2 separate regions of the Mus musculus genome follow, and region 1 is linked to region 2. Evidence: chromatin contacts called from public HiChIP or PLAC-seq data. All regions are on one chromosome and are shown on one strand. Each heading gives the region's core, a stretch centred on a gene start, on an enhancer-like site or on the middle of the called end of the contact. The rest is flanking DNA. Distances are from core to core; before and after follow the strand shown. Region 1 holds the start of Lpcat3 (lysophosphatidylcholine acyltransferase 3). Region 2 has its middle 34 kb from the start of Foxj2.

Region 1 (2,890 bases), core at 119-2,618, 1.9 Mb before region 2:
AACTTCCTACAGTTAACCCTCTACTTACGCCTCTCTCAGGTTAAAGTTATGCAGCCTTCCCCAAAAGTTCCAAGGACTTAAAAACCTACTGAATCGAGTCTCTGATCACTGATCTTGACCTAAGAATTCTTACCGGACTTTACAGCGATCCAATGCTAAGCACGGCTGTCTTCATCTCATAAGAGAATTAGATGCGGAGCAGTTAAATGGCTTGCCTGGGGGGTCTTACCGTTTGTGAGTAGCGACAAGAGTGGTTGCTACTCACAAACGGTAAAGAGTGGGACTCCTTTAACTTCAAAGTCCACACTTTTTCCATCATACCACGTTACCTCATGTATTAAAAAACCTCGAAGAGTGCGGTTTTTAAAAGACTATAAAATATATATATAATATATAACACAGCTTGTTGCGACATAAATTCAGGTACATCACATCCTTTGAACCATATGAATAATAGTCCCTTGGAACAAGCATGGAGTTTTTAAGGTTGTTAATAGTGCTGTTTCCCAAGCCCAGTGTAAGAATGTATTCCAGAGTAAATGACAGGTGGGCGGCTAAGGGGGAAAGCAATATGGTACAAGAAAATACTAGAAAGTGGACAGAAAAGAGATGAAAGTACACTATACGTTGGCAATACACAAAATAGACCGAGAAGACATAGTATGAAATAATCGGGCAGAGGAGGCCCGTAGGGCTAAAATATCTTAAGTTCGAGGGCCTATGCCTCTCGTAAGGAGAGCGCATGATGGGAGCTGTTAATAACAAATAAGTAGTACTCATGGCCACAGTCGAACTCTTGAGAGCCACAGACAGACATAGGTCGCAAGGGCACAGTCCGGCATATCGATGACAAGGCGGGAGGTGACTGAGGAGCCAAAGGGCACAGTATGGGCCAAAGAAAATGGGAAGAGGTTCAGAGGGTACGGGCCCCCAGACTTGAGACCAGACTTGTCTTCCCTTCGATAGCTGGCTGGTGTGCTTGATGACCCGCACCCCCAAGCCCTCCTGGGTCCCAGGTTCGGGGCAGACAGACAGGTCCTGTCCCCAGACCCCATTCTGCCCATTTCCTTGGGACTCCACGAGGGGGCAGAGGCAGGCAGGAGGGTCCTTACCCAGGAAGATGGAGAAGATGAGCCGCAGCGCCTGTTCCGACGCGCCCAGAGACGTCGCCAACTTGTTAAGGCTCAGATCCTCGACACCCGGCCACAGCCCCCGCATCTGCTCCAGCGTCTCTCCCATGTCCCCGTCCGCTGTAGACGCCATCTTAACTGCGGGCGCCCCCCGGGGACCCCCAGCTCCGCGCCCCGAATGTGGGCAGAACGCGGTGGCTTCACCCCCAATTCCGGCCGGGGGCCCGCCCACGGCGTGCGCATTGGCTGCGGGCCCGCCCAGAGCCTCTAGACCCACCCGATTATTGGTCGAGCCAGCCGGGGGCGGGGCCGAGCGCAGCAAGGTAGGAAGAGGGCGGGGCCGAGCGTTTGTAAGGCAAAGGTGACTCCCGTGAGGAAGGGAAACGGGCCGGGCCGGCGGGGCGGGGCGGGGCTTGCGATCGCGACCCAGCTGCTATTGGAGCAGGCGGGAGCGCGAGGCGAGGTGACAGTACAACTCGGTCCGGACGGCTCCGGGCAGGAGTGGGTCGGACGGGTGTCCGGCCGGCTTGCTCGCTGCCTTCCCATTGGTTGAGACAGGAGCAGGCGAGAGTCGGGGCGGGGGGGGGGCGGGGGGGGGCGGGGGCGTCACCAGACCGCGAGGTTACTCTCGGTCGCCGGCGCTGGGGTTACTGGGGCATGTAACGGAGCGGAGCGAATGTCTGCTGTCACCCCACGAGCGCCCCCTAACGGTGTCTCCTCGGGGGCGGGGGAGGGGGGGAGAGCGAGGGTCCTGCATTCCCAGCCCTTTCCTGAAGGCTCTGGGGGAGCCCAGGGGCCCAAGAACACCCTTTAATGCTACGTAGCTCTTCCCGATGCAGGTCCTTTTCGGTTGTTCAAGTACTGGGACTCGAACCGGTGCCGCGTGCACGCTCTCCTGCCGGAGCTACAACCCTAGTCCTTATGCAGAGTTCCCTTTCTATAGTAAAACGGACCTTCTCTCCGGAGGCAATGAAATTAGGATCTGCCTATTTATATTAAAAAGAGCCTACTTAACACTTGCCGCTTTAATTAACAGTTAGGCTAGTTTTGTCACGGCTTAAGTAATGTATGTTCCTGATGAAAGTTCAAGCACTAGAGGCATGAAGCAAAATAGGAGCCCTTTCCTCCTATGCAGTGTCACTTCCCACTGATTGACCCCAGGGAAAGTGACAGTGTATGGGGTGTGTAACAAAGGGGTTCACAAGTTCTTGTCCTAAAAAGTTCAGCTATGGCTTACACTTCCATGGCATTTTATACTTTTTTCCAGCCCCCCCCCCCCCTTTTTTTTTTTACTGGGAAATTGAACGTAGGCTTTACGTGTGCTAAGGAAGCATTGGACCACTGAGCTATGTCTCCTGCCTTTTCATATGTCCTTTTATTTATACTTAAAGGCATTTTTTTTTACATTTATTTGTGTATATATTGGGGTATGTTGGAGGAAGGGCTAGTTTTTGCCACAGAACACACATGAAGGCCAGAAGACAACTTTCAGGAGACTGCTCTGTCTTTTGCCATGTGGATTTTGACGATTGAACTCAGTGCTGGCAAGTGCTGTAACGCGCTGAGCTATCTCTCTGGCTCGCAATTATTTTAATTAATTAAATTTTAATTTAAAATGCTTTATTTTTAATAATAGGGTTGTGCCTCTGTGGGTGGTGTGTAGATGAAGATTTCCTATCCCCGGTGTCTGGGTGTTACAGGAAATTGTGAATGGTGTGATATGGGTGCTGGGAATTGAATGCAGGCCCTCTGCAAGAGCA
Region 2 (2,700 bases), core at 152-2,651:
CAAATGAGACGGACTTAGAATATGAGGACTTAGAATATGAACTCATTAGAAAAGTAACTTTGTATTCCAGAAAGGAGTCACTTTCCAGACAGGATTGTTGGGTGAAAAAATAAGAAAGAGGTCCGGCTATCTAGAAAAGGCGTGGCTTAGCTGGAGTAGCTGACCCTGTATCTGTTTGACAAGAAACTGAGAGTGTACATAGAACAGGAATTAGATTTATTACTGAAGATAGATCATTTCTTTTGCTTCTATTTTATTATTTTCAATAAAATAATAGGTTAGTTTAGTCAAAAGGAAAAAGAGATCTTGGAGATTTAGCAGAGAGAAAAAAGAGTGGGAGATCTGGGGATGTATGCTAAGCCCTTGCTTAGCACGGACGAGTCTCTAGATTCAGTCCCCAGTGAAAGGAAGAAATTAAAGAATTCTGGTAGGTAAAAATAAAATAAAATCTTGTTAAGATAAGATAATTGCAGGCAGAGAAAATACTGGTTTGAAGAAAGAGCGCTCCTATTCTGCCCACGACCAGTGCGTTGGTGTATCTGCCTCCAGGGTCTGTTGCTAGGATGCCAACCTATTTTGACAGTTGGCACCAGGTGGCAGTGTAGATCCCTGTAGTTCCAAGTTCTTACTGCTTTTTTAGCCAGGCATTCAACTAAGAGAGGTGAGGCAGGTGCCTTGTGAACTGTTTTTAATTAGGCCTAGAAGACAAACCCTGGGAAGCCGAGAAGCCATTTGAGGCTATTTAGGGAACGGATGATAAAAGGAATGGAAGGAGAGATAGTGGCCTGGGAGCGGAGGAAGGAGGGTTATGGGAAGGGCGTGGGCTTTAACATTAGAAAGCGGAGGTCTTTGGCCTCTGACACTTGTGTGTTGAGTTGGGGGCTTAAAGACAAGGAAACCAGAGGTGGTGGGTCACTGAAAATTAGGTTCACCTGATTGACTTCAACATAGACCAGACCAGAGGCGGGAAGGAGAAGGATCTCAGAGCGCAGGCGCCTCTGAGGTCAGGTGCCCATGACAAAATCACTAAGGGAGGATCTCTTGGATGGTTCTGCTGACTCGGTGGCTTGCAGATGAGGGCCAGCAAACGACTCAGTAGGAGGTTCACCCTTCCGAGATTGTTAAACACAATATCTCTCAGAGCGGAGCCAGGGGTTGAGGCTGAGCTCACACCACACATGCAGGATTTAGCCACTCCTTTGTCATTGCAAAGTATCTGAGAAAACTTAAGCAGGGAGGGATTTCTTCTCTCACAGTTCCAGGATTTCAGTCCATTATCACTTGGTTCCATTGTCTGGAGGCCAAGGCTCGATGAGGTGGCTAGCCGGAAGCCTAAGGTGGCGAGAGGCAGCTCCTCTCATGGTAGAGTGGTGCAGAGAGAAGACAGATCCAGGGATTAGATATTCTTCTAAGGAATGCCTGCGGCTGGGCCCCACCCCACGTGATCCATATCACTATCGAGCTATGAATCCACTGAGCTGTGGATTAGTCAGGTCCTGCATGGTTCTTCCCAGAAGGCCTTTTAACTCTCAACCAAACCTTTTACCACGTGAGCCTTGGGTGTGGGGAGGAAGAGGGGGGAGGCACTTCATATCCAAACCGCAACAGATGCTTAAATAAATTGTTTGGATGCATTATGTGTGTTTAGAAAAAAAAAGCTAAAAAGGAGGCCCCAAATGGAAAGAAAGCGAGAGACTTGCAGGTTGCAGTGCAGATGGGGAGCACCTACTGGGCGTTACTGAAGACAAAGGAGGAAGAGGCGATCTTTGAGATGGGAGACTTCTGCTCTCAGTTCTCTTAGTTTTCTAGAACTGCTACCACCACCACCTGCCACCACACACACACACACACACACACACACACACACACACACACACACACACATTTTAAACTTAGCATCTGTTTCCTTTATGTTTAAATGTATGGATATTTTGACTGTGTGGATGTCTCTGTACCACATCCATGCATGTTGCCCCCAAGGCCAGAAGGGGGTGCAGTGCCTTCATGCAAAGTAGGAAAAGGTGCTTCTCTGAGTAGTTGGGGGCGGGGTGGTCTAGGAAGACCTCTTGTGCAAAGAAGCTTCAAAGCCTAGGATTAAAACTTTCCAAACTAAACTGTTATACTTAAAAGCCATTGTAGAGGATTTAGAGATTTAAAACCTTGGAATAAGTTGGGCAGTGGTGGCGCACGCCTTTAATCCCTGCTCTTGGGAGGCAGAGGCAGGCCGGTTTCTGAGTTCCAGGCCAGCTTGGTCTACAGAGTGAGTTCCAGGACAGCCAGGGCTACACAGAGAAACCCTGTCTTGAAAAAGAAAAAAAAACAAAACAAAAAAACAAAAAACCAACCTGAACTAGAGATGGTACATTCCAGTTTACAAAGCTATAAACAAACACAAAGCCTTTGTTCCTGGGCAAGCCTTTTAGCCAAATTAAACTTCTGAGAAAAGCTGACTTCCATTTTTATCTCAAATACCCATGTTAACATATGTTTCCATGCTAACCATCTTACTTTGACTGTTAGTTTGTTTATATTGCGTATATGTATCTGTGTGTACAGGCCCCAGGCACCTGTGGTGGTTAGAGGACGGCTTTATGGAATCTGTTCTCCACTCCCAACTTCATGTGGGTTCTGGGAATCAAATTCAGGTTGGCATGCTTCCACAGCGAGTACCTTTAACTCCTGACCCATCTCTCCAGTCCT

Evidence for each region. HiChIP or PLAC-seq counts read pairs in DNA pulled down with a chosen protein or histone mark.
Region 1: an H3K27ac HiChIP or PLAC-seq map of extraembryonic endoderm stem cells shows a contact between it and region 2, with 16 times the contacts expected there. The contact joins the promoter of Lpcat3 here to the enhancer-like site in region 2. A contact is called at or near these places in 3 of 39 promoter capture datasets (the 3T3-L1 cell line, embryonic stem cells and hippocampal neurons) and 5 of 115 datasets of contacts at active chromatin or transcription factors (astrocytes, embryonic stem cells, extraembryonic endoderm stem cells and 2 more).

Annotation. Positions count from the first base shown.
Region 1 is chr6:124,661,582-124,664,471 of GRCm38.p6, reverse strand. Lpcat3 (lysophosphatidylcholine acyltransferase 3) reads right to left here and starts at 1,368. Exons shown (of 13, transcript NM_145130.2): 1 at 1,113-1,368. The coding sequence starts at 1,263.
Region 2 is chr6:122,784,367-122,787,066 of GRCm38.p6, reverse strand. It overlaps a transcript of Slc2a3 not described here. Among named protein-coding and RNA genes, the nearest start is that of Foxj2, 34 kb to the left of the region's middle. Within about 2 kb of position 1,401, at least 30 of the 459 cell types and tissues checked have an H3K27ac peak or open chromatin away from gene starts, as enhancers often do. A contact at or near this core is called in extraembryonic endoderm stem cells and hippocampal neurons, where this site is marked.